Linked DNA regions of Mus musculus: all the other regions are linked to region 2. The links are chromatin contacts, called in public Hi-C maps. All regions are on one chromosome and are shown on one strand. Each heading gives the region's core, a stretch centred on a gene start, on an enhancer-like site or on the middle of the called end of the contact. The rest is flanking DNA. Distances are from core to core; before and after follow the strand shown. Region 1 has its middle 42 kb from the start of Nyx. Region 2 has its middle 17 kb from the start of 2010308F09Rik. Region 3 has its middle 41 kb from the start of Gm34661. Region 4 has its middle 23 kb from the start of Gm34661.

What was found. A called contact is a pair of places that touch in the nucleus more often than the background predicts.
Region 1: a Hi-C map of stem cell-derived primordial germ cell-like cells shows a contact between it and region 2, with 1.9 times the contacts expected there. The contact joins two enhancer-like sites. A contact is called at or near these places in 3 of 484 Hi-C or Micro-C datasets (embryonic stem cells, liver and stem cell-derived primordial germ cell-like cells) and 1 of 115 datasets of contacts at active chromatin or transcription factors (embryonic stem cells).
Region 3: a Hi-C map of cumulus cells shows a contact between it and region 2, with 2.9 times the contacts expected there. The contact joins two enhancer-like sites. A contact is called at or near these places in 2 of 484 Hi-C or Micro-C datasets (cumulus cells and embryonic stem cells).
Region 4: a contact with region 2 is called in a Hi-C map of double positive thymocytes, with 3 times the contacts expected there. The contact joins two enhancer-like sites. A contact is called at or near these places in 1 of 15 datasets of contacts at CTCF or cohesin (large pre-B cells), 13 of 484 Hi-C or Micro-C datasets (B cells, CD4 T cells, Sertoli cells and 9 more) and 4 of 115 datasets of contacts at active chromatin or transcription factors (embryonic stem cells and extraembryonic endoderm stem cells).

The regions. Positions count from the first base shown.
Region 1 is chrX:13,414,992-13,422,263 of GRCm38.p6, reverse strand. No RefSeq gene overlaps it. Among named protein-coding and RNA genes, the nearest start is that of Nyx, 42 kb to the left of the region's middle. Within about 2 kb of position 6,018, at least 5 of the 459 cell types and tissues checked have an H3K27ac peak or open chromatin away from gene starts, as enhancers often do. A contact at or near this core is called in stem cell-derived primordial germ cell-like cells, where this site is marked.
Region 2 is chrX:13,227,135-13,233,882 of GRCm38.p6, reverse strand. No RefSeq gene overlaps it. Among named protein-coding and RNA genes, the nearest start is that of 2010308F09Rik, 17 kb to the left of the region's middle. Within about 2 kb of position 3,857, at least 357 of the 459 cell types and tissues checked have an H3K27ac peak or open chromatin away from gene starts, as enhancers often do. A contact at or near this core is called in double positive thymocytes and stem cell-derived primordial germ cell-like cells, where this site is marked.
Region 3 is chrX:13,384,788-13,392,291 of GRCm38.p6, reverse strand. It overlaps the pseudogene Gm4728. Among named protein-coding and RNA genes, the nearest start is that of Gm34661, 41 kb to the right of the region's middle. Within about 2 kb of position 5,756, at least 16 of the 459 cell types and tissues checked have an H3K27ac peak or open chromatin away from gene starts, as enhancers often do.
Region 4 is chrX:13,366,838-13,373,702 of GRCm38.p6, reverse strand. No RefSeq gene overlaps it. Among named protein-coding and RNA genes, the nearest start is that of Gm34661, 23 kb to the right of the region's middle. Within about 2 kb of position 3,437, at least 15 of the 459 cell types and tissues checked have an H3K27ac peak or open chromatin away from gene starts, as enhancers often do. A contact at or near this core is called in double positive thymocytes, where this site is marked.

The sequences.
Region 1 (7,272 bases), core at 4,769-7,268, 190 kb before region 2:
CACGTGAGTCTGTACCAGCTGACATCACTCTGCCAATTGGCCCAAGTCCAAGGAGCAGCACTAAGCTGCCAGAACACCACCAGAAGCTTTTTTTTTTTTTTTGCTTGTTTTTCTTTCTTTCTTTCTATGAACTCATGACAAGCAGTGGCCATTAAGGAATGGCAAGGTATGTCAATACCATCAAGCAGTGTCCACTGTCAGTGGGTCCTTCTTAATATCATTCATGCTTTTACATGACTGTTTTAGCAAAACATTCTTTCACCTGTGTCTGCTTCAGGATAACATTCTTGCACATGACTGCTTGAGCAAAACATCTTTCACCCATGTGACCCAGCAAAACATCATTTGACATAACTGACTTTCCAAAGAAACCAGAAGTTTCCATTTCAGTCTTCAACAAATGGTGCTGGTCTAACTGAATGTCAGCATGTAGAAGAATGCAAATAGAGCCATATTCATCACCCTGCACAGAACTCAAGTCCAAGTGGATCAAGGACCTCAATGCAAAACCAGATACTCTAAATCTCATAGAAGAGAAAGTAAGAAATACCCTTGAACACATTGGTACAGGAGACAATTTCCTGAACAGAACACCAATGTCTCAGGCTCTAAGATCAACAATTGATAAATGGGATCTCATGAAACTTCAAAACTTCTGTATGGGCCCCTAATGGAGGAGCTAGAGAAATTACCCAAGGAGCTAAAGGGAACTGCAACCCTATAGGTGGAACAATAATATGAACTAACCAGTACCCAGGAGCTCTTGTCTTTAGCTGCCTATGTATCAAAAGATGGCCTAGTCAGTCATCACTGCAAAGAGAGGCCCATTGGACTTGCAAACTTTATATGCCCCAGTACAGGGGAACGCCAGGGCCAAAAAGGGGCAGTGGGTGGGTAGGGGATTGGGGGGGGTGGGTATGGGGGAGCTTTGGGATAGCATTGAAAATGTAAACGAGGAAAATACCTAATAAAAATAAATAAATAAATAAATAAAAAACAAAAAAACTTCTGTATGGCAAGGGACATTGTCAGTAGGACAAAAGGGCAGCCTACAGATTGGGAAAGGAACTTTACCAACTCTACATCCAATAGAGGGCTAATATCCAAAATATATAAAGAACTCAAGAAGTTAGACTTCAACAAACAAAATAATCTATTAAAAATTGGGGCACAAAGCTAAACACAGAAATCTCAACAGAGGAACCTTGAATGGCTGAGAAGCACTTAAAGAAATGTCCAACATCCTTAGTTATCAGGGAAATGCAAATCAAAACAACTCTGAGATTCTATCTTACACTGGTCAGAATGGATAAGATAAAATACTGGCAGGGATGTGGAGCAAGAGAAACATTCCCCCATTGCTTATGGGAGTGCAAACTTATACAACCACTTTGGAAATCAAAGTTGGTGGTTTCTCAGAAAACTGAGAATAGTTCTACCTCAAGACCCAGCTATACTACTCCTGGGCATATTCCCAAAAGTTCCACCACCCGACAAAGACACTTGCTCAACTATGTTCATAGCAGCTTTATTTATTCATAAAAGCTAGAAACTGGAAACAACCAAGATGTCCCTCAACTAAAGAATGGATAAAGAAAATGTGGTGCATCACACAATGGGATATTATTGTTCAGCTATTAAAAACAAAGACTTCATAAATTTTGCAGGCAAATGGATGGAACTTGAGACTCTCATCCTAAGTAAGGTAACCCAAAGCCGCAAGGCCATGCATAGCATGTACTCACTTATAAGTGGATGTTAGCCATAAAATACAGGATACCCATGCTGTATTCCTAAGACCCAGAGAAGCTGAACAGAAGGAAGGCATAAGCAAGGACACTTGAATCTCACTTAGAAGGGGAAATAAAATAGTCATGAGAGGCAGATGGAGGGAGGGAACTAAAAAGGAGGTGGATGGGGGCGTTCAGGATCAGGTGTGGGGGGTACAGTCAGATGGCCATGAGAATGAATGGAAATCTACAACTGATGGAGGAGGTGTGTGTGTGGGGGGGTCATCTTCAGGATGAAACAGAGACCTGGGGTAAGGGATGCATTCAAGAATCTATGGGGCTGACCTTAGTTGTGACTCACAGCACTGGGGATATGGAACCTGAAGAAGCCACCTCCTATAGCCAGGCAGGAACCCCAATGGAGCAATAGAGACACCAACACATCCACAAAAATTTTGACCCGAAATTTATCCTGTCTATGAGAAATGCAGGGACAGGGGATGGAGCAAAGCCTGAGAGAACAACCAACCATTAACAGGCCCAACTTGAGGCCCATCCTATGGACAAGTTCCAATCCCTGATACGGCTAATGATACTTTCTTATGCTTGCAGTCTGGCATAGCTGTTCTCTGAGAGGCTCCACTCAGCACCTGACTCAGACAGATACAGACACCCACAGACAAACAGTGGATGGAGCTTGAGGACCTTTATGGAGGGATAGGAGGAAGATTTATGGGCCCCCAAGGGGATGGAACTCTACAGGAAGACCAAGAGAATCAACTATCTTGGAACCTTGTGGCCCTCAGAGACTGAACCAACCAAAAAAACATATGCAGGCCTCCCCACACATATGTAGCAGATGTGCAGCTTGGTGTTCATGTGGGTACCAAATGGGAGCAGGGGCTATCCCAAAAGCTGTTGACTGTGAGATATGTTCTAGCTGGGCTGTCTTGTCTGCCTCAGCGGGAGAGGATGTGCCTAGCCTCACAGAGACTTGACTTGCCAGGATGGGAGGGATGCCCAAGGGACTCTCACCTGGAGGAGAAGGGAAAAGATGGAAGGATTGTGTGAGGAGTAATCAGGAGGGGGGCAGTGAGTGGGATATAAAATTAATAAGTAAAAATAAGGATAGCAATTAAAATGTCCCATTCAGGGCTGAGGGGTATAACTTAGTGGTAACATGCTTGCCTGGCATGCATAAGACCTTACGTTCCATCCTGCAGGCATGAAACACAACTCTCAACTAAAATAAATATGAAAGTTTATTCTGGAATAAAATATGAGGGACAGATTCAGTTTGCCTCAAATACCATGTTCTAAAATAGTAACATCTTCATGATGTTTTCACAGCTACAGAACAAAATAGTCATAAAACCAAAGGTATTTTTCAAATACATTGGTTGGAACATAAAATAGGCAGATTCCAGCAGAGCAGGGCAGTCTATGTTTACGTTTCAGATGCTATCTGATGCCATTCTTAGCTTTCAGCTTGGTAGAAGCTAGTAGTCTGTTAACACAGCCAAATGGGTCCACATGAAGTCACAAGGATGTTACAGGAGACACAGAGGTGGGCTACAAATGGCTACAAAGATAGCCCAAGATAATTTAGCTCCAGGCAGACAATATTCCAACCCTCCATAAATATCAAGTTCTAAGTCCTAATAAGACTTGTAGAATTATTAACACAGGTGTGGCTATTTTCTGGAAACTTCAGTTCCTAATCCCTAGCACTGCAAGAAAAAAATATGCTCACTACATGTTAATATATATAACATCTTTCATAAGAAATTTTACTAAAGTCGGAAAAAGGCAGCCAGATCTCTTATGTAATCTAGAAAACTCTGCCTCTGGGAAAAGGGAGTTGAAGAAACAAAGATCATGGCATTAATATACATCACACTACAAATGTCCACCCTGATGTGGCATAGGTATACAGCATAAAGCCAGGCTTTAACCCCAAGGCAATTCTAGAAAGCAGAGAAGATCTGTCAATAGCAAGATGCACATGAGAAATCAGTCCATTGTAACATTGACAAAGGACAAGTTTGACAAGACAGTAACCCAGCAACCAAAGACTTGAAAGAGGGGACAGAGAACAAAGAGTCAAGGTTTTAAAACTAGACCTTAGGCAATGTGATGGCTATTCTTGGTTGTCAACCAAGAATTATCTCTGGAATTAACTAAAACCCAAGCAGCTGGATACACCTGTAAGGGATTTTTTTCTTAAATCATTTGAAGTGAGAGGACCTATTTTTAACCTATTTTGGGGGTAGGAAGATCCACCTTTTAATCTGGGTCACACCTTCTGCTAGAAATCTATAAAGGGCATGAAGAAATGAAAACAGAAGCTGATATTTCTGTCTGCTTGCTCTCACAAGCAAGTCCATTCCATTCCTTCACTGGCATCAGAGCATAGTACTTTAGGATTCCACTGTATACTGAAGATGAGCTGAGACATCCAGCTTCATGCGCTCAATTCTTGGACCTTCTGTTGGTAGGCAGCCATTCTTAGACCACTCATAAGCCATTCTAATAAATCCCCTTGAGAGAGAGAGAGAGAGAGAGAGAGAGAAAGAGAGAGAGAGAGAGAGAGAGAGAGAGAGAGAGAGAGAGAGAGAGAGAGAGTTTCTATAAATTCTGTTCCTATAGAGAACCCTGACTAATACAGATTTAGGTGCCAGAAGTGGTTCTAGAGCAACAGGAGTACAGGGATGAAATTTTTTTTCTTTTTTTTTTTTCTAGACAAGGTTTCTCTGTGTAGCCCTGGCTGTCCTGGAACTCAGTCTGTACACCAGGCTGGCCTCGAACTCAGAAATCCACCTGCCTCTGCCTCCCAAGTGCTGGGATTAAAGACGTGCACCACCACTGCCTGGCTCGGGATGAAATTTTTAAACTTAATATTTTTATGATTATTTGGAATTTTCACATACTGCACCCTGATCACATTCACTTTCCAGTCCTCCCAGGCCAACCCCCCCCCCCAACCTAATGACCTCCTCCAAAACAAAAGAAGGAAAAAAGTTACCAAGTCCAATTTGTCTTGTCCACATACTCACTAGCGCATGGGCAAACTCTCAGTGGCCAGTCCCTTAAAGAATACTGAGTTAGTGATAAATTTTTTAAGTGTCTGGAATAGGCTTTCCAAATTGCCGACACCTACAGTAACCAAAGCCTCTTCAGTTACTGCAACCTCTCCTGGGAGTTGGGAGAACACTGAAAGCCCATGATGTAAAATAAACTGTTATTAGCTTAAGTACACAAACGCATTTGATCATCCTGATTTATCAATTGGGACTTGGTGATTCTGTATATAAAACTTTTGACAATTTGTAGAAAAAGTAAGGAAAATGATACTAGTCAGTAGCTCCTGCACTTCTGGATAAACTGATGAAGGAAAAGAATGAGTGCCGCAGACCCTTTGGGTCCCTTTGTCTGCGTTGAACGGGTCTCTGGGTGCAGATGGGCAAGGAGTTGGTGGGTGACAGACAGACCAACATGAGAGATTGTGTAGAATCTGAATGTATGTCACAAAGTGAACACCAGTCTTATATAGTACAGAAAATACAAGGGGTCGGAAGTCACAGCAGGCAAGGTACATTGAAGTTACCTGATACAAAACAAAGGAATGACTACAAAGGGACTTACAGGAACCAGGTAAATGTTTACAGTAAAGATAAAGCAGTCCTGCCTAGGGTCAGCTTAGTGACAGGTAAGGATTTCACACTCTAGTGCTATACCTTTGAACCCTGTGAAGGCTAGCACCAGGGGGTTCTGCTCTTGGCAGACCTCATGAATAATGCAATATCCCAACCCCCCTATTTCCTAGGCCTTGCTAAATTCTTATATGAGCGTAACTTTTAAGTATCTGGAGAATCTCCATTTGTCAGAAGAATTCACCAACTTGCTTCTACTGTAGCCTGTACTGAAGATTTCTATCTCAGTGGGATTCCCTGGCTCTTTCCGCAGACCAGCCTTTTGCGGCTTTGGCTCCGTCTTTTGTAATGCTTAATTAGTTACTGAATAGGTAACTTCCTTACTGCATTCTTACAGGATTCTAAGCTTGTAGGCTTCTAGGACCTTGGAACACTGGGGAGACTTAACTATATCAGAATTTAATCTTACAAAGCACTTATAATAAAATAATACTAAAAGAGAGCACGTGGATCCATACACCAGACTAACGCAGGAATAAAAGGGTATGAGTATATGTGTTAATGACAACACCAAAGCTCCAGGAGGTGAGTTTCCGTGAAACTCTTTGCCTCATGAGTGGCTTCTAGGCTTTTCAGCCTGTCAAGCAGACTTGACTAGAGGGCGTGGCAAATGAGCTCTGTGATTAACTAACTTCCAGCTTCTCAGTATACGAAAAAGGGCAGCAATGAACCCAGTAATAAAATTGACCAGCTCCGAATTCACAGAACAGTCGAAAGATCTCTAAGTGTGTCTGGAAGGGAATCTTCTCTCCAGCAGCTACAGAGCTCAAGTTGTGGAAAACTGAAAACCTTAGTATAAGGTTGGCCGAATTTCAGTGAAAATTCAAGTGCCAGACCCAGAGAGTGTCACCTTTTAAAGTAAGGGCCTACCCCACTTGGGGATCCATCCCATACACAGTCACCAAACCCAGACACTATTGCAGATGCCAACAAGTGCTTGATGACAGGAGCCTGATATAGCTGTCTCCTGAGGGGCTCTGCCAGTGCCTGGCAAATACAGAAGTGGATGCTCACAATCATCCATTGGATGGAGCACAAGGTCCTAGGGGTCTGAAGCCCCACAGAAGGAACATCAATATGAACCAACCAGTACCCCCAGAGCTCCATGGAACTAAACCACCAATCAAAGAAAACACATGGTGGGAGATGTGGCTCTAGCTGCATATGTAGCTGAGGATGGCCTACTCAGTCATCAATGGGAGGAGAGTCCCTAGCTAGGTCCTGTGAATGTTCTATGCCCCAGTATAGGGGAAGGCCAGGACCAGGAATGGGAGTGGGTGGGTTGGGGAGACGGGGGAAGGGGGAGAGGACAAAGGATTTTCGGAAGGGAAACTAGGAAAAGGGATAACATTTGAAATGTAAATAAAGAAACTAATAAAAAATTGTATACAAGTGTGAAATTCTCAAACACTAGAAAGAGGAACTTAAAACTTGTTCAATTTTTTTTTTCATTTCCACCTTTTTTCATTAACACCATGGGAAGCAGTTCTATTTTCTCAACAACAAAAAAAAAGTAAGGGCATTAATTGGTAAAGAATTGGATCCTATAACTTGGGATGAGAATGTGCAGGAGTATCAAACAGAGCAGTGATTCTCAACCTGTGACCCCCTTGGGGTCAAATAACCCTTTCACAGGGGTCTCCTAAGACCATTGGAAAGCACAGATATTTACATTATGATTCATAACAGTAGCAAAATTACAGTTATGAAGTATCAATGAAAATAATGTTATGGGTGGGGTGACCACATCCCACATCATAAGGAACTGTATTAAAAGGTCACAGCATTAGGAAGGTTGAGAATTCAGCTATAGAAGCTGAAAAGGTTGA
Region 2 (6,748 bases), core at 2,608-5,107:
AGAGATTAGCCTGTCAATGCCTCCCATATGCTAGATTAAAGTCATGTGCTACAATACCTCCCTGATCTCCTTCTTGGTTCTGATATCTTATCACAGTAACAGAAGTCTTGTACTGTTTGAGCTCACTGACAAGCTGGCTCTGGAAGTCGGATTGAACCCTCCATTTTAGAGCCAAGCAGACCCATTTCAGACTCATATTATGTCAAGTGTCCTCCAAGACCCCTTGTCTGGAGATTTAGCTTAGCCCCCTAAATCTGTGATAGGGAGGAAAGAGAACAGAAAAATAGGCCAAGAGTAAAGCCAGCATGTCCTTGAAGGCAGTTAGGAGGTAAGCCGTTTCCATCCAAGGTTTGCCCCATGGGAAGCTCAATCCCCATAAGAAAGCACAGTTGGGAACTCCAGCTGGCTGCCTCCCCTCCCAAGGTGGATTTCTGCTGGGGTTTGTTGTCCTGTCTGATTATAGGGAGGGGTGTCACTGTATATAGCTCTGACTGGCTTGGAACTCTCTGTGTAGACCAGCCTGGCATAGAACTTACAGAGAGGCACCCCCTGCCTTCTGAGTGCAGGAATTAATAGCAAACTACTACGACACTGGTTTGCTGGAATTTTTGATTACTCCGGTTAATGATGTTTTGCTCTCTGTCAACCAATTACCTGTCTCTCACTATTTATTATTTTACTTTGGTTTGCTATGTACTTCATAAAGTCATTCAAAACCAAAACTATTAGCCTGGTGGTGGTGGCACACACCACTAATCCCAGAACTTTGGAGGTAGGGCAGATCTCTTGAGTTCAAGACCAGCCTAGTCTACAGAGTGAGTTTCAGGACAGCCAGGGCTACACAGAGAAATCTTGTCTTGAAAAGCCAAAAGGGGGACTGAAGAGATGGCTCAGTGGTTAAGAACACTAACTGCTCTTCCAAAGGTCCTGAGTTCAAATCCCAGCAACCACATGGTGGCTCACAACCATCCGTAATGAGATCTGACACCTTTTCCTGGTGCTTTCTGAAGACAGCTACAGTGTACTTAGATATAATAAATAAAAAAGCCAAAAGGGGGGTTGGGGATAGTTTATTAAAGACATTGGAACCCTTCCCATATTTTGTTCCCTCTCAGAGTGCTTAGTCTAATATGTGTCATGAGACACCAAGGGCTCAACCCTCATGAGATGGCCATCTTGGAAGTGGCTCCTTTAGCCTCTGCTCAGCTGTCAAGTACATATATACATACACACACACATAATCAAATGTTTAAAAGGCAAAAATGGTTCAGGGGCTAATTGGATAGCTCGGTTCATAAGCTGCTTATCATGCAAGCATGGAGACCTGACTCTGAGCCCCAGGATCTGTTAAAAAGCCAGGTGTGGTGGTGTAGGATGGACCATGTAGATGGATCCATCCCTGGGGCTTGGCAACATTAAGAAACCCTAGCTCGGGCTGGTGAGATGGCTCAGTAGGTAAGAGCACCCGACTGCTCTTCTGAAGGTCCAGAGTTCAAATCCCAGCAACCACATGGTGGCTCACAACCATCCGTAATAAGATCTGACTCCCTCTTCTGGTGTGTCTGAAGACAGCTACAGTGTACTTTCATATAATAATAAATAAATCTTTAAAAAAAAAAAAAAGAAAGAAAGAAACCCTAGCTCAAAAGCTCAGGTGAGCGGTACTCCTGATGTCTGGCCTACACACACAGACGCACACACAAATGTTCACCCGTGCACATGACACACACACACACTCCAAATGAAAATGAAAATGAGTGCCAGTTCTACCTGGGGGGGATAGGTTCAGAGCGGGAGTGCCTGCCTAGAAACTTTGAAACTGGAGCAATAGACAACAGAAAGAAACCATCAGGACTGCAGTGGGCCCCTCTGAATGGTGGGATCACAAGTAGAACTGGTTTGGCTTGGGTTCAGAGATGAGCTCAAGTTAACAGTATTCCTGTGCTTATGTGACATATTAGCAGCAATGGTCTGCTTAAAGTCCTCACTTTATTTTGAGACAGTCTCACAGAGTCCTGGCTGACCTTGAACTCACTACTTTGAAAATAACATTGAATTCTAATTGTCCTGCCTGCACCCTCCACCTCTCCAGGGCTGAGATTAGAGGTGTGCCCCCCCCCACCCCCCTCTCTTTTATTCACTGTAATCCCTGTCCACTGAGATCCTTTCTCCCCACAGGTGTTTATTTGGAGGGCTGAGGATTAGCGTGGTGCCAAGCACTTTACCCACTGAGCTACACCCCCAACCCAACTTGGTGGTGATTGTTCTGAGGCGCTGGGATTAAACCCAGGACCTCCCCCGTGATAGGTAAACCCTTTCGTGACCTGTCCTATCCCTTAGATGTCACAGGCAAGCCATATGACGCACTGAGGCACCGGGTCCACAAAGATCCAAGGTCCACAGGTGCTGGCGCCTTTCAAAGGAAATGGTGTAAGAAACTGAGTCTGAGTGCGCATCTCTGTAACTGCCACACTTTGAACCGGACACAGGAGGCTCGGCTGTTCAAGGCCAGCCAGGGACACATGAAGCCCTGACTTTAAATAAATAGGCAATTAAATAAAGGAGAATAGCATGGTATTTGCTAATAACTTGTGACTATCCTTCCCTATACTTTTTCTAAAAATATGCAAAGAAGGCATGGTGAGTGCAAACGTGGACAGCTGTTCAGGGAGGAATAAAATCTCTCCACATGTTCAGCAGAGATGAAATCTTTTTTCCCCCAAATTATTTTCAATCTTCAACGGGTTTAACCTGTAACTAGAGGCCATGGACTCAGATCCCGTCGTGGTAAGAACAAAGCCCAAACAAGCTCAGCCTGAAAGATGGGAGAAGGTTTGTTACTCGCTGCAGGCAAGGAGAGTCGAGGGAGGGGAGTTACTGAAAAGCGAGGTCCCCAGGAACAAAGGAAGCGTGAGGACCACGTTCAAGGAGTCTATACATATTCATGTAGGGGCTGGCCTATAATAAATATGCAAGAGCAAGGAGCACAATTCCGAGCATGCCCAGTTGGGGAGTACACCTCTGAGCATGCTCAATGACGGAGGCCATTTCTGAGCATGCTCAGTTAAGAAATACACGTTTAGGCATACTCCGTGTAAGGTTGTGACCGCATGTTTGAAAAAATTTAAAGAGATAGACAGGAATGACTCTGAGCATGCTCAGTTTGCGCCATGACGGTTTACCTGAAAAGAAAGGAAAGGACACAATATAAGCCGCCTAATACCGTAGTTGCCCTTGGAAGTGCCTGCTAACAAATGATGCAGTGCTCAGGGCTATGGAGGGTGGATTTATATCTGACTCTTCGTTTGTGTACCTGAAAAATGGATATTGTCACTTTGCGTGAATTGTGCTCTACTTTGTTTTGTTGCTGTGGGCTTGAAGGGGGAGGGTTTTTCTGTGCTGCTGGAAATGGAATTTAGGACCCTGTACATGCTAGATGTTCTACCGCTGAGCTACAGCCTTAGCCCTCTGTGTTGTTGGTTTTTTTTTTTTTTTAACTTTAATGTAGATGTGAGAGCCATGGAATATACATCGTACATGCATAGCTGAATTTTCACAAAGTGAAGCCTGTCTATGACGCAGAGGCCTTGCTCCAGAAAGAGACCATAATCTGAGCAGGGCGATGCACACCTGGAATCCCAACACTTGGGAGGCTGAGGCTGGAGGATTGCTGTGAGCTTGAGCTAGTTTACATAGTAAGCTGCAGACCAGCCTGTGTTACAAAGTGAGATCCTGTCTCAAACAAACAAACAGAAGCACAAACCAGGATGGGCAGAGAGCGTCCATTAATGCCTGTACCTATAATCCACTCTTTTCCCTAGTTCCATGGCATTCCAAGATATCTGAACTTCCCCCATACACACACACACACACACACTGCCCCCTACAGGACTGAAAATTAAAGGGTCCACAAGGCCCCACAGGTTATACAGGTAGTAATAATTTCTGGGGGAGCACCCTGTCCAGCCAGCTAAGCTGCTTGCCAGTCGCCAAGGAAGCTTCAAGATGCAGTTTTCATGTTTTGGGTGATACAGCTGCTTTGGAGTCACCCCTGCTCCCAAAAATAACCCCTGCCCCATATGCCTCTAAGTAAGCCAGATCAGCTCACTGGTCCACTAAACTAGACTTGGGTGGGGGTTTTCTTTTCTTTTTTTTTTTTCAGTCTTTTGTGGAAACAGCTATACTGGCTGGTTTTGTGTGTGTGTGTGTGTGTGTGTGTGTGTGTGTGTGTGTGTGTCAACTTGACACAAGCTAGAGTCATCAGAGAGGAAGGAGCCTCCCTTGAGGAAATGCCTTCACGAGATCCAGCTGTGAGGCATTTTCTCAATTAGTGATAATGGGGGAACAGCTCAGCCCATGGTGGTCCTGGGTTTTATAAGAAAGCAAGCTAAACAAGGCATGGGAAGCAAGCCAGTAAGCAGCATCCCTCCATGACCTCTGCATCAGCTCCTGCCTCCAAGGTTCCTGCCCTGCTTGAGTCCCTGTCCTGACTTCCTTCATGATGGACTGTGATCTGGAAGCGTAAGCCACATGAACCCTTTCTTCTCAAACTTGTTTTTTGGTCATAATGTTTTCTTCACAGCAATAGAAACACGAAGACAACAGCTTGTTCTGAAAATCCCTCTGGTCCTCAGAAACTGCACTTTTGCTAGACATTGAACCAAGTTAATAATGTGCTTTGAGCCGGGCATGGTGGCACATGCCTTTAATCCCAGCACTCAGGAGGCAGAGGCAGGCAGATCTCTGAGTTCGAGGCCAGCCTGGTCTACAGAGTGAGTTCCAGGACAGCCAGGGCTACACAGAGAAACCCTGTCTCGTAAAACAAAACAAAACAAAACAAAACAAAAACAAACAAAACAAAACAAAAAAGTGCTTTGAGACCATTTAAAACTATGTAGTCAGTGAAATGGCTCAACAAGTAAGAGCACTGGCTGCTCTTCCGAAGGTCCTGAGTTCAAATCCCAGCAACCACATGGTGGCTCACAACCATCCATAATGAGATCTGACCCTCTCTTCTGGTGTGTCTAAAGACAACTACAGTGTACTTATATAAATCTTTTTTTTTTTTTAACTACGTAGTCAACCTGCTACTCAAACTATATACTCAGCCTGTTTCCGTTTAATTTGCTTTTAAGAAAACAGTGGAGATTTAGCTCAGTGGTAGAGTACTTCCCTAGCAAGCCCAAGGCTCTGGGTTCAGCCCTCAGCTCCAGGAAAAAACAAACATAATAATGTCCCTTAAAGGCCTGTACAACATGCCTGGCTCAACTTTTTTTTTTTTTTTTTGGTTTTGTTGTTGTTGTTTTGTTTTGTTTTTTTCTTGTTTTTCTTTTCTATTTTTTTATTTGTTTTGTTTTGTTTTGTTTTGTTTTCCAGACAGGGTTTCTGTGTGTAGCCCTGGCTGTCTTGGAACTCACTCTGTAGACCAGGCGGGCCTTGAACTCAGAGATTTGCCTGCCTCTGCCTCCCGAGTGCTGGGATTAAAGTCAACTTTTTTTTTTTTTTTTGGAGACAGGGTCTTAGGTTAATTAATGCAGCCCAGGCCTGCCTTGAACTAACGGCAATCCTCCTGCCTTCTAGTCTTCTGAGTTCTGGAATTATAATGTTCACCACACATCCAGCTTTAAATGAGGCTTTACTGGGCCACAAACAAACAATGTTCTCATAAGAGTTCCCAGACTGGGGCTGGCGAGATGGCTCAGTGGTTAAGAGCGCCGACTGTTCTTCCAAAGGTCCCGAGTTCAAATCCCAGCAACCACATGGTGGCTCACAACCATCTGTAACGAAATTTGATGCCCTCTTCTGGAGTATCTGAGGACAGCTACAGTGTACTTACATATAATAAATAAATAAATCTTAAAAAAAAAAAAAGAGTTCCCAGACTGTCTTTGAGGAAGCAAGTGGAGGCAGGGGAATTGAGAGCTTGAGTCCAGCCTGCCAAGTTGGACTACAAGGCCCATTCGAAAAAACCACAAACAAGCCAGGCATAGTTGCACATGCCTTTAACCTCAGCACTTGGGAGGCAGAGGCAGTCAGGACAGGCATATTAGCAGTTGTCTTTGGCCGCCCACCCACCCAGGTGTATTGGTGGCAGTAGTCCTTGGCTCAGGATTTCTGCAGAAGTCCCATCAAAGTCGTTGGCATTTGTCAGGTGGATTTGCTCCTGAATTTGGGGTCATTTGTTTAGCTGGCAGGAAGGGCTTCCTGTTGCCATGGCAGGAAGACCATATAGCAATCAGAGCTGAACATGCAGGAAAGTCCGACAATTATTTATTTATTGGCAGCACTGGGAATTGAACCCTGGACTTGGTGCATGATAGGCAAGTGCTCTACCACTGAGCCCTATCTCCAGTCCTCCTTTGTAACCAATGAATGAAGCAGGTGACAACACCTGCCTTTCACTAAAGATGGAATGCAAGGCTGGAAAATTTGGCCTTTTAAATTTTTTAATAAGTCTCAAAGCAGGGCGTGCTTAATTTTCCCAGTAATAAATTGTGATGATACATGAGCCACATTGTCTGCCAGAGCTCATTACTCAGTGTCCAGATCGTCACTGGGGGCTGGAAGTACAGGCAGTCTACCCAACAGCACAGCCCTCTGCAAGAAAGCAGATATTTGATCTTTTTTTTAAAAAGTGTCCTAGAAATGGCAGGAACCTTCTCCAAATGCAAATTTCCAAACATCCTAAGTCAGGGGCTGTTATGTGACTTGTCCTGGGGACACATGGGCAAATGTCTGGTCAGCCCAA
Region 3 (7,504 bases), core at 4,507-7,006, 160 kb before region 2:
CATGCTACCTAGGGATTCCTGCTTAAACTTACCCTTGAAGGCAAAGCTGAGAGCTACAGTGGGGAATACTGGATGATGTTATCCATGTTGCCATGCCAGAAGAACAGCATGTCTTCCTCTTTGGAGAGTCAAACTTTGCAGCCCACTAATGCCCTTGTGCTGCTTGTCTGCCAGGATCTGCCTGCCAGTCAGGGTGCTCACCTGCATGGGCAGCTTGACTGGCTTGATCCAGCTCCAGTCGTCTTGGAGATGGCAGCTGCAGTTTCTTCCAGACTGACTGGACATCTGCAGCCCTGGCAGAGAGGAGCTGGCTAAGGTCTGCTTGTGACCCCTAACCGGATAAAGCTAAGGCTTGCCATCAATGCCACCACAGAGATCTGAGGAGGATAAAATTGAGCAGGAGTTAGAAACCGAATGGCCTCTGTATCAATTAAAATGACAGAGATTTACCCACTACCTGATCAGCCTGACAGGGATTCTCTATGGTGATCTCAATGGCTTTGTTGGGAGCAGAGGTCATCAGTTCCCAGGTGTTATACAGAAGAGCATCAGCCTTCGTCGGCCAGACCCAGAAGGTCATAGAGATTTTCCTATGGAAGAGAAACTTGTGGATACTGATATACCTCGATGAGGCAGAGTAGAGCTGTCAACCCAACAGTGTCCACAATTTGGGCAGGGCCCTGGCAGGGACAAGAAGGCAAGGGACAGTTCTTTGCCTAGTGATCAACATTACTACACTTGAAGTTAAGTGTATCAGAACTTTTGGCTACTTTGTGGGTTCCTTCTCCTTCTGCTCTTTTCTATCTCTTTACTTTCTCCCTCTCAACCCCCTAACATTAGGTAGGATAGGAAGAAGAATAGAGGAGAGAGAAAGGGGGGGGGATCTTCAAAGTCAGGGGTAGGAAAGGGTGTGATGATATTGTTAGACTGCTTCCTGCTGATTAAGTGCATTAAGTTCCTTAGGGCAAGTTTGATCTTCACCATCAGGATAGCTAATTTCTTCTTCTCACCTCTTTGTGCATGGCAACCTGCAACCAACAGCATCCAACCACCAACTGGCCAAACAACCAAGCGGCCCCTTCTATGGGGCTCTAGCATTTATACAACCTCTAAAAAGTGTCCAGAATTCCAAAACATCATACACTCGCAGAAACTATCTGCAGCTGGCAAAATTATGCCCCTGATAGAGCACAGGGCAAATCATAGTCAGCTGTTGTGAAGCAGCCCCATATCCCCATGCCTGGGATTAAAACATAATCCCATAATATTTCTGTGTTTGTGGTGTTTTGAATATGCATGGCCCAGGGAGTGGCACTATTAGAAGATGTGGCTTTGTTGGAGGAAGTGTGTCACTGTGAGTGTGGCCTTGAAGACCCTCTTCCTAGCTGCCTGGGGATGCCAGTCTTCTCCTGTTTGCCTTCAGAACAAGATGTAGAACTAACAGCTCCTCCTGCAGCATGCCTGCCTAGGTGTTGCAATGCTCCCACCTTGATGATAATGGACTGAACTTGTAAGCCAGACCCAATTAATGTTGTTCTTATAAGAGTTGCCTTGGTCATGGTATCTGTTCACAGTAGTAAAACCCTAACTAAGAGTGTTTTGTTGTTGTTGTTGTTGTTGTTTTAAGAAATCAAAATTCTCACTACAATTAAGCTCCAGGTATAGTCTATTGGTGCTTGTCATCTTTGGAAATAGCCTCAGCTGCTGCTACCAGAAGCTCGTATGTCTATCAAAAGGAGCCTTTTGATTAATCACCTTAAATGTCATATTCAGCAGATCTCTTAGAGGTTTGTGGGCCATCATCTACTATATTAAGTATATCCAATTTTAAGCAAACTTTACTTGCTTTTGTTGTTGTTGTTGTTGTTACCCTGACAACATATACAGAAGGCTAAAATTTATCCTTGTAAATGACATTTGTACTTAGCAAGACTTTAAGCATGGCTCTGAGCATATTAAAAAATTTGATCACTTATAAGGTGACTGCTGATTAACTTATGTAACGAATCTTTGACAGTTTACAAGCTATCCTAGTTACTGTTCTGTTGCTGTCAAGAGACATCATAATCTCAGCAACTCTTTAAAAAGAAAGCATCTAATTGGGGTTGACTTACAGTTTCAGAGGTTTAGTCCATTACCAATGTGGTAGGAAGCATGGCAGTGGGCAGGTAGACATGGTGATGGAGAAGAAGCTGAGATCCGCAAGCAGCAGGAAGTAACAATGACACACTGACCGGGCTTGAGCTTCTGCCACCTCAAAGGCCACGCCCTAGTGACACACCTCCTCCAATAAAGTCAAACCTACTCCAACATAGCCTTGCCTCCTATTCTTCTCAAGTATCTCAAGTAGTGCCACTTCCTGATAACTAAGCATTCAAATATATGAGACTGTTGGGCCTGACTTAGCCAAAGTTCTAATGTTGTGAAGAAACACCAAGACCCAGGTAACTCTTATAAAGGAAAACATTTCATTAGGGCTGGCTTACAGATTCAAAGGTTTAGTCCAGTATCAACATAGTGGGAAGAATGGAAGCAGGCAGGCAGCTGTGGTGCTGGAAAAAATGCCGAGAGTCCTACATCTGGATCTACAGAGAACAAAGAGAGAGGGTGACACTGGGCCTGGCTTGAGTATTTGAAACTTCAAAGCCCGCCCTCAGTGACACACTGGGAATCAGAGTCCTTTACAAGAGCAAAGAGTTCTCTTAACCACTAAGCCACCTCTCCAGTCCCTCAAACCAATAAAAAAATAAATAAATAAAGGCAAGCTAAGGAGGTAAGGGTGGGCAGTTGAGTGATAAGACATAGTTTTATGATTACTGTCAAAGTTGACATCCTGAATCCTTATGGAGGAGGAAGGACAGTGATGAAGATGGCAAGCATGAGAGTTCCTGAGTGAGGTAACAGACATTTCTATCTTTTTGGAGACTAGTCTTTATTATTTTTATTTATCTGATTGTGTGGATGAGTGCCTTATGTGTCCAGATTCCCATAAAGACCAAAAGAGGGCATTGGATGTCCCAGAGATAGAGTCACAAGTAGCTGTAAGGGAGTCCCCATGTCTTAGTCAGGGTTTCTATTACTGCACAAACATCATGACCAAGAAGCAGTTGGGGGGGAAAGGGTTTATTCAGCTTACATTTCCACATCGCTGTTCATCACCAAAGGAAGTCAGTAGTGGAACTCAAGCAGGTCAGGAAGCAGGAGCTGATGCAGAGGCCATGGAGGGATGTTCTTTACTGGCTTGCTTCCACTGGCTTGCGCAGCTTGCTTTCTTATAGAACACAAGACTACCAGCCCAGAGATGGTACCACCCACAAGAGACCCTCCCCTTTGATCACTAATTGAGAAAATGCCCCACAGCTGGATCTCGTGGAGGAATTTCCCCAACTGAAGCTCCTTTCTCTGTGATAACTCCAGCCTGTGTCAAGTGTAAACACAAAACTAGCCAGTACACCCCATGAGTGAATCTGATGGGAATATAAGTGGAGAAGATGCAAACAGAGCTTTTCTTTTGTTTTCTTTCTTTCTTTCTTATTGGGGGAGGGGCGTTCCCTTGGAACCAGAGCTAGGAGCTGGCTGTGAGCAGCAATGTATGTGCTGGGAACCAAACCAGGGTCTTCTGCAAAAGCAGGTGGCCTTAACTGGTGAGCCATTCCTTCAGCCCCCTGAGGTGCTTATCTTTAAAAAAAAAAAGTTACGTTTTATTTCTTCTGTGGGCATGAATGGGTACCACAGGACCCACACAGAAGAAAATCAGAGGAAAATCTGTGGAAATCTGTCCTCTCCCTCCACCATATGGACCACAGGAATTGAACCCAGGTAATTGGGCTTGGTGGCAAATGCCCACTGAGTCATCTTGCTGGCCTGAGATTCATTGTTGACATTCCCTGTGGATATGAAGTTATTCAACTTATAATGATTCATGTAGTCATGCTTTGTTTTGTTTTGCTGTGTCTGTTTAATTTGAGTTTTGGCTTTTAGTTTCATCAAACCTTCCCTCACAACCCACAAGGACTTTCTCTTGATGTTTTTAGCACTCAGAAAACCTTGATATGGTTCTATTCGGGTCTGTTTGTTTTTCTAGGCAGGGTTCTCTGTGTATCCATTGCTGTCCTACAACTCTCTCTGTAGAGCAATCTGGCCTCAAACTCAGAGATCCACCTGCCTCTGCCTCTGCCTCTGCCTCTGCCTCTGCCTCTGCCTCTGCCTCTGCCTCTGCCTCTGCCTCTGCCTCTGCCTCTGCCTCTGCCTCTCTGCCTCTGCCTCTCTGCCTCTGCCTCTCTGCCTCTGCCTCTCTGCCTCTGCCTCTCTGCCTCTGCCTCTGCCTCTCTGCCTCTCTGCCTCTCTGCCTCTCTGCCTCTCTCTGCCTCTCTCTGCCTCTCTCTGCCTCTCTCTGCCTCTCTCTGCCTCTCTGCCTCTCTCTGCCTCTCTCTGCCTCTGCCTCTGCCTCTGCCACTGCCTCTGCCTCTGCCTCTGCCTCTGCCTCTGCCTCTGCCTCTGCCTCTGCCTCTGCCTCTGCCTCTGCCTCTGCCTCTGCCTCTGCCTCTGCCTCTGCCTCTGCCTCTGCCTCTGCCTCTGCCTCTGCCTCTCTGCCTCTGCCTCTGCCTCCAGAGTACTGGGATTAAAGCCATGCACCACCACCAACTAGCAGATAGGGTTCTTCAAATGTCCAGCTATCTTGCTTCTGTTGCAGCTACACAGTTCATGCAGATGTTTTCCAGATGTCCAGATACCTGTCATTTGTTTTGGCTATCTGATCAGTTCTGATTTCATAGGCTGGTTTGCTCACTGCAAATCATTCTTTCCCCCATAGATGCCAAGATCTTTTGGAGTTTGTTGGTGGGGTTGGTCTGAATCTTTTCCGGGTAAGGAATTGTAGTGGCTATTCCTAGTTGTCAACTTGACTATATCTGGAAAGAACTACAATCCAGAATTGGAAGGCTCACCAGTGACCCTAATCTGGAGGCTGGGAGATATAAGTTTCTGACCTGGATCTTGGTATGGAGATCTTGAGGCATAGTGGCTATGGATTCCAGAAGATTAAGACAGGGAGATCTCCAAATTCAAGGTCATCTGGGATTAAAGGTGTGGTGGCACACACCTTTAATCTGGGCTACACCTTCTGCTGGAGACCATATAAGGACATTGGAAGAAGGAAGGCTTTCTCTCCCTCTCCTTCCCCTGCTTGCTGTGTGGGACTGAGCAACTGCTAGATCCTTTAACTTCCATTCAGCTGCAGCTGACCATTGTTGGGAGTTGGACTGCAGACTGTAAGTCATCAATAAATTCCTTTACTATATAGAGACTACCCATAAATTCTGTGTCTCTAGAGGATCCTGACTAATACAGGGGTATAGAGACTGTGAATCATACTGTGCAGCCTTGGCTCACCTGGAACTCACTATGCAGCCCAAGCTAGCCTAAAATTCTTGGCATTTGTCCTGTTTCAACTCTCAAGTGCTGAGATTGTAGGTGCACACACCACTCTGTCCACCTAAAATCCAAGATCCGGGGTGAGGGTTGTAGCTCAGTAGTTGATGCTCGTCTAGCAAACACATGGTCCTGTGCGGGAAGCAGGTGTGGCTGCAGGCCCCGTGAAACCCACCTTGCCCGAGCATGCGCAGTGAGGCTGCATGCATGGGCTGCCTGCCAGGCTGTACTGTTCCTCGTGAACGGGACCTGTCAGTCTATCTGTGAAAGATCTGAGCTCATGCCTGGAGCGAGTATGAATTCTGATTGGATGAGGTGGGGTGGAGCTAGAAGGAGATGAGTCAGCGTGAGTGTTGTAATAGGAGTAGTTTTAGTCCTTGCCATGAGTAGAAGTAGTAGAAGAGAAGCTGTTGTAATAGGACTGGTTTAGCCCTTGCCCTAGGTAGGAGCCAGTAGTAGAATAGGAGTAGTTTTAGCCCTTGCCTTGAGTAGAAGTAGTAAAAGAGAAGCTGTTGTAATAGGAGTAGTTTTAGCCCTTGCCATGAGTAGAAGTAAGAGAAGCTGTTGTAATAGGAGTGGTTTAGCCCTTGCCCTAAGGAGAAGCTGCTGGGGAAGAGAGCTGTAAAAGAAAAAGCCCGAAGTAAAGTTGCTGCGTGAACCCGACTTGGTGTCTATGTCGTTCCTGTCTCCATGGAGACTGGGACAGTCCTGGGTTCAATCACCAGAAGGATGCCATGCCACACACCTGTAATCCTAGCAGTTGAAAGGTGAAGGCACAAGGATCAAAGTTCAAAGCCAGTCTTGGCTATATAGCCTGTTTGAGGCTAGCCTGGGATACATGAGACCATGTCTTAAATAAATACATACACACATAAATACAAAAGGACACAAATATATAAATACATAAATTATTTATGTATACATTTTAGTTAAAATATAATTAAATTACTTTCTCCCTTCCCGTTCCTTCCTCTAGACCATTCCTCCAACTCCTTCCATGTCTCTCCACTTACAGTTTGATAGTCTTTTCTTCCCCAACTAAAATAGTGTGTGTGTGTGTGCATGTGTGTGTGTGTGTGTGTGTGCATGCACAAATATGTAAGTACAGTGTGCTGAGTCTATTTTTGTTGTATATGTATATGGTTTCAGATCTGGCCACTTTGTATCGGACAGTCAATTAAGAGGTGCATCCCTGGGAGAGACTAACTCTCCCTCTCTCTCAGTAGTCATCAGTTACCTATAATTCCTTGTTCAGAGTTATGATCCCATGGCATTTTCCCACTTCTATGTTACCATGTCTACTGATACTGCCTTTGTTCAGATCTTGTTTATGCAACCATTTCTAGGAGAAGTCATTTCACAGCACAGCTTTTCTTTGCTTTGCTCTTCTTTCTTCTTTTCTTTCTTCCTTTTCTTTTCTTTTTTTTTTTTTTTTCATCCTGGCCCTTAGACCCTTTCCTCCTGAAGTTCCCTGAGCCACAGATGCAGGAACCATCATGTAAATGTATCCATTGAGGCTGGGCTCCCCATGACCTCATTGATTTACCCATTGTGTCCAGCTGAAGTTTCCTGTGATGGACTTCATTTGCTGTAAAAAGAAGCTTCTTTGATGAGGGGTGGTAGCTATGGTTCTCTGTTCATATAAGGATAAGATTTAAAATGTAGTTAGGAATTATGCTGGTCTAGCAAAGCAGCAGTGTTAGATGTGCCTCTAAGATTCATAACTTCACTGGGTAGTGGTGCACACCTTTAATTCTAGCACTTGGGGCGGGGGGCAGACGCAGGTGAATCTGCCTGCCAGCCTGGTTTACAGAGTGAGTTCCAGGACAGCCAGGACTACACAGAGAAACCTTATCTTGAAATACAAAAACAAAAACAACAACAACAACAACAACAAAACTGAAAGATTCAGTGCTGTGACCCCCAACCCCCAGCTCCATAGTCTGGCCATGACCCTGCCCATGTTCACCAGGCCTGCTGCACCAGGAACATTCAGGTTAGATCTTCACTTCACACCACCCCTGACCCTGACCCAATCCCCTGTCCGCCCAACTCCATTGTCCAGCCACAGATC
Region 4 (6,865 bases), core at 2,188-4,687, 140 kb before region 2:
GGACACAGCTCTGAGGCAGTTGGAATGGACACTCGGGGCACCAAGGAATAGAAAGTTCTGGATAGAGGGAGGTACATTCACAGGTGACATGTTACCTGGATGATGAGTTAGCATGGAGCCAAGTGAGTCACTCTGTCTGGCTGTGAGGCATGAGTTGCAAAGCTGTGGTGGCAGCCTGTCTTCTGATAGAAACTCTGGACACTTCTGTTCCTTCATCTGTGAAATGGGCTAAACCAGTACCTACAGCTCAGGGCTGTAATTAGCCCAATGGAGATAATCCTAGCAAAATGCTTAGTGCAGCGCCTAGCATACAGAAAGTATTCAGCGAAGGCTATAATTACAGAAAAGTGCAGCTCGGCTGCAAATCTGGCAGGGTGGCCTGCAGAGGTGGAGAGGTTCTTTGTAAACAGGTTGGGTGGAGGTCTGTTGAATGCACATACCAAAGTGATGTATGGCACTAAGGCACCGAGTAGACAGGTCTCTCAGAAAACCCAGCACATGGCTCCTGACAGACGCTGGGAACAGGAACTGATGGCCAGGCTCTAAGAGATGCCTGAGCCTATGCTCAGCTGGAGTACATAGGGTCAGGGGGATGAGGATGCTTATCCTCCAACAAGGATAAGCCTTGGATAGAAGCCACCACAGCTTTGTCTCTGTAACACTATCAAAAGCCCCTGGACTTTGCCCTGATTACAGCAGTTAGCCAGTCCACTTTCATCCTAGAGGCAGGCCAGAACAGAGTATCCGTAGTACACAACTGGAGCAGAAGGAGGTATGACTAAGGAGCCATTTAAGGAGACCAAAGGGCGCAGCTGGGCTGGAGTGGGGAGAATAGTTCAGAAGTAGAGCACATAGCACGTGACAGGCTCCAGTCTCGTCAACAGAACCCAAACAAACACAAACAAGAACACCAACACAAAGCCACACCAAACCAAGGGCAGCATGCAGGGCTGAGTCCCACAAGAGCTAGGGAAGGATGGGCAACTTCCTCCAACCTTGAACTTGGGTATCCATGAGTATTTCATGTGGCTTTGCGTGTTAGGGTGTGCATGAACCATTTGGGCTTTTTGAAGAGTTTGGGAAAACTGAAAGGACCTTGAAGTTGTCACTAGACACCCCCAAGACTAAGTTCTGAGCACAAAGGAGATTTATTTGCCCTGGAGGGAGAAAGAACAGGAAAAGGGGGACAAAGACAGAAGACATAGGACAGAGGGAGAAGAGGAGGGAACAAGGGAGGAGGAGAGAGGTGGCAAGGGAGAGGGGGAAGGGATATTTACCCTGAAGGGACAAAGGACTGCCTCCCGATAGAGAAGAAACAGATGTGGCCCATAGGTAAATGGCAGTTTATAAGGAAAAAAGGAGAAGCCCCCATGTTAGGATGAGGTGTTTAATTTGGATTATGTTAGTTAGGGTAGTAAAAAGGGGGCTTTTGGCTGCAGGACTTTAATAGTTTGAGTGCTGGACCTTAGTAGTAAGCCTCAGGAAGAGGAAGTAGCCAAATAAGGGGATAGACCTTGTGACTAGCTTTAGGAATGTCATCTAGCAGATGTAGCAAGGCAGAGGGAATGGGGAAGAAGAGCAAGGCCTTCCAGAACCATGTTTGCCATGCTCAGACCTGCTAGAGATATTCTTCAAAAACATTTAGGTGTAAATTTTACTTTAGTGTCAAAAAAACAAGAACATGGGGACTTACAAGTGGACTTTACACCATTTCCTATGGGGGAACCAGACCTCATGAACATAGTCGAAGAGCCATCAGTGTCTACGTGTGTGTGTGTGTGTGTGTGTGTGTGTGAGAGAGAGAGAGAGAGAGAGAGAGAGAGATTTTTAAATTATTTGATTAACATGTATTGTGTGGAGGTCAAAGGACAAATTGCAGGAGCTGGTTCTGTCAGTCTGAAGCAAGTGCCTTTGCCTGCTCAGTCACCACCCCAGCCCTCTACTGTGCTCATGAAGAAAATTTTCCTAGAGTTATTTGGTTTAAATTAAAAGGTTCAGTTGAACATGGTAGCATAAGCATAAGGTAATCCCAGCACTCGAAGGATGGAAGTCAGGTGGGTCAGGAGTTCAAGGCTAGCCTTGGGTATGAAGCAAGCTTGGGGCCAGCCTGCACTACATAAGACCCTTCCTCACCCTCCCCCAACAGAAAGAAAAGGAAAGCATTATTTTGTAATCATTTTTTAATTAGGTTTTAGGAGCTGGAGAGATGGTTCAGCAATGAGGAGCACTTGCTGTTCTCGTGTGGACACAGGTTTGATCCCCAGCACCCATGTGGCAGTTCACGATCATCTGTAATAACTCCAGTTTCAGAGGATCCAATGCCCTCTTCCAGACTTTACCGGCACCAGGCATGTATATGGAATGCAGATATACACACAGGCAAAACACACATACAGAAAAAATAACAATAGTGAGGAGGAGGAACGTGCAAGATGGGCTTGGCAGCACACACTGTAATCTCAGATCTCAGGAGGCTGAGGCAAGAGATTTGCTTTGAATTTGAGGCTAAACTGGGCAACATAACAAATAATATTAGGCCAGCTTGGGGCTACATAATGAGGCTTTGCCTCAAACCTAAAAACGAAAACAAGCCAAATACAATATGAAGATATTGATCTTTTCAGATCTGGAAAACTGAGATTATTTGGTTGATTATCCAATTTGGAAGAGGAGAAAAGTGCTGACCATTGACTGTAAAACCTCTCCCAAGAACTCAAATCGACAGGCCAGAGAGATGGTTCCATGAGTAATGCTACTTGCCACCAAAGCTGACGACTTCAGTTCAGTCCCAATAATGGAAAGAGAGAACTGACTCCCACCAAGTTGTCCTTTGACCTCTGTGTGTGTGCGAACATACACACACACACACACACACACTCATAATTGTTGAACAGGCTGAATACTGCCAGCTCCCATGTATGATTTTACCCCCTCCCATCATCCCATAGGGGCAGAAAAGTAGATAACACTGCAAATAATGTCCTTTCTACTACTGAACGCTATGTGAAATGTTAAGGCCTAGGTAACTGTTGCCTGTCTAGCCACCCATTTTGTGCTGTTGCTAATGTTATAAAGAAACTTTCTCATGTACTGTTACTAGGAAACTTTCTCGTGCCCAAGTTGCCTGCATATTCTGCTGTGTTCTGTGCTTTGGTGTTCTTGGAAACCAATCACAATAGAGTTCAGTTAGAGCTGCTTTATATAGTTCGCCACAATAAGCTTGGAACTGAACCAACCACCTGACAGCACTTCCTGCACCTGTGTATGAGCTTTTACGGTCTTTGCTTTTATAAGTTATCCCTGGGATGGACCCCAACATAAGAGGGACACCTGCACCAATATAAGAAGTCATTTGGAGTAAAACTTCCACTTTGAGTAGATGTTGAATAAAGTTTAAGTTTCCAAGACCTCCCTGAGAATTAACATCCTACTTAGCTGAAAGAGTCATGTACATGGGTAACTACCAACCTGGTTGACAAGTTAAGACATGAATGTTAGGCAATCCCATCCTGGTAGGCAAGATAGGACATGAACGTTAGACAAGGCAAATCCCCCACCACAGCTGAATACCCCAACCAATGGGAGCAAGATAAGTGTACAACAAAGACTTGTTCCTAAGGAAATCCCCAACCCTAACTCCTAATTGATGGAATACCTTGGCATAGATATTGTGAATTTCAGGTTTAAAAGCTCTATAGGGAGCTGGAGAGATGGCTCAGTGGTTAAGAGCACTGACTGCTCTTCCAGACGTCCTGAGTTCAATTCCCAGCAACCACATGGTGGCTCACAACCATCTGTAATGGGATCTGATGCCCTCTTCTGGTGTGTCTGAAGACAGCTACAGTGTGCTCATCATATGTAAAATAAATAAATAAATAAATAAATAAATAACATCTTTTTTTTAAGAGCTCTATAAGATTCAACTGGGTGTATGTATCAGTTCAGCTCTAGAGTCGGGACTGCATCCCTGATCGATCAGTGGGGGGCAGGGGGGGTGTTCAGTAAACCAGCCTTGTTTGACTGAGATCTGTGTCTAAGTGCTTTGTGTGGCAATTCCCAGACCCCAACAGGAACCATGTCCTATTGACTATCATTTTTCGCAGCTGAATATTAACGTGCATTTCAATAAGAAGCTTTCATTTCAATGTAGGTTGTACAATAAGTGTACAATTCAATTTTACTTACTTTAATGCTTAAGACATTTCTTATCAACATAGATCAGCACACAGTGAATGCCATATTGAAAGAAGTATTTTGTTTTACGTAATCCTGACAGCCATGGTAGGAGGCAAGAACATCCTGACTGATTCTTGCTTGTTTTGGTTGGTTGATTGGTTTCTGATTTAGGTTTTGTCCTTCTTGCTTTTGAGACAGGGTCACATGGTGTCCTAGCTCACCTTCATTCATTATCCTCAGGGAAACAGGTCTCTAAAGATACTTTTAAATTGGAATAATATTTTACATAATTCCTGTCCTAGAAACCAGACTTAAAAAGATAGAATTTTTTAAATGTGTCTTTAATAAGGTATTAAAACTGCACCTTTGGGGGCTGGAGAGATTCCTCAGCGGGTAAGAGCACTGACTGCTCTTCCAAAGGTCCTGAGTTCAAATCCCTGCAACCGCATGGTGGCTCACAACTACCTGTAATGAAACCTCATGCCCTCTTTTGGTGTGTCTGAAGTCAGCTACAGTGTACTTATGTATAATAATAAATAAATCTTTGGGCCTGAGCAAGCAGGGACTGAGCAAATGAAGCCAACCAGAGCCAACCTAAATAATTCAATTCCCAACAACCACATGAAGGCTCACAACCATCTGTACAGCTACTGTGTACTCACATATATAAATAAATAAATTTTTAAAAAAAAACTGTACCTTTGTGTTGTAGGGTTTGGATGCCAACAAGAAAAGTTCTTGTGTGCGAATACTTTTCTTGCTGATGGCCAGACTTTGTAACATGAAAATAAGGAACTTGATTTTTGAAACACTTGATTGTTTCAACTGTTTTTAAATTTTTTTAAATTAGTTTTGTCTTCTAAAATTATGGTTAGGCCCTATGACTTCTTCATTCTTAAAAAAATGATGCTTTATTTTGATATTACAAAAGGAACTTTAAAAGATTATAGTTAAATATATAAAGCTATGGGGCATTTTAAAAGTTGTTAAATGTTTTATTGGAGTGTTTTTATTAATGTTTGATGGTTTTAATAAAGTAACTGTAATGATGATTGAAACTATAGTGACTTTAGAAAGTTGTAATGGACAATAACAATCAAAGTATGGACCCATAAAGGGAGACAAATTTGGTGGAAGAAGCTCAGGTATCCCTATGGTGGTGGCTGTGAATCTGGTGATGGAAATGGCGGAGATGGTAGCAGGTTTTAAAATAAAACAGAAACAAACGGGCTACAGTTCTTAGGAAGGGAGAGAATGAGGAGTTGTCAGGAAAGATGCAGGTTACTTTGAGACAGTCATTCCAAATGCATTAGAAGGACAGTAAAAATCTGCCACAGAAGGAACGATGGTCCATAATCAGAAAAGTTACTGCAGCTTAAACAGGAAACCCTCCCTGTTCAGGACTGTCATAGCCACAGTTTGCAAAAAGTGCAGCTATTGATTGATGCAATATGATGTCAATTAGATGTACATTCCTGAGATTTTTTTTTATGCTGTAGCCTTTTCTTTTTCTTTTCATTACATCTGGTATATATTGCTCTGTAAATTATGGTAATAATATCAGGAATGAAAATTAAGAAATTTGTTAATTTAAAATTTTAAGAGGTTTACAGCCTTAAAAAGGCTAAGAGTCACTGGCTCTTGAGTTTGCCTGAGCTCTGGCAAGGCTCCAGCAAGCCCAAGGAGCAAATAAGTGCTCTCTCAGCCGAGATCCTTGCAGGTTTTCCTAACTAGTTAACCTAGTTTTCCTAACTAGTTAACCTCTTCCTATCCTGATGCTGCTTTCAGCTTAAACTGAATCATATAAGAAACTGTTATTTTTTATTATATGTTTATTTATATTTATTCTACTAGAAGAGCTTCAATTCAAAACTGTAGTTTTAAAGTTCAAGCCTAACAAGGATTGATAGCCTTGAAGATGTTCAAATTCTTTAATATGTTCAGAAATATATTTAAAATCATGCTAAGTACTGATGCAGTTAATTTCAAGATTAAAGCTTTATTTAGTCTCTTGTCTTATGTTTGAAATGTGGAGTTTAGAGCAGATAACTAAGAACAAATGAAAATTGTTTAACTCAAATATGTTAGGCAGGTACTAGCCCTCAAACCAGTTAGAGAGCTGCTAAAAATGGTATTTAATATGTTTAAACTTACCATGACAGAGACTACCAAACAGTGACAGACAGGCAGATAGGCACACACAAACACACACATACACACATACACACACCCGAGGTCTCCACACTGACAAAGGACACTACCTGGATTGTGGTATGATAACCACTGGGCATAACTGCTCCAATGCCTTGCCTGCTGCCAGGGCCCAGCCTGAACTGGACAAACAGAGAACACTGGAGCATTTATTGCCACATGTTGCCAAGACAAGGTGAGGACAGTCTCTCCCATGTTCCTTCTCCGCCCAAAAGAACCTCTTCATCTTCTGGGCCTGATGTCCAAAGATTGCCTCGGCTCTTAGTGCCATAGAGACACAGGAGCCTGTGATAACTGTCTGGGTAATAAAATATGGACTAGTCTCTGTTACTTTAATTTATCCTTCTTCAGATCCTTGATCACATTGATAGCTAAGTTAATTGTAAGTTAATTGACAGCTAGAAAACAACAGGCAACTAGCTCCTCACCTCAAGGTAATCCACTACTGTGATAGTTCATTAGTCAATTCATTAGTTAG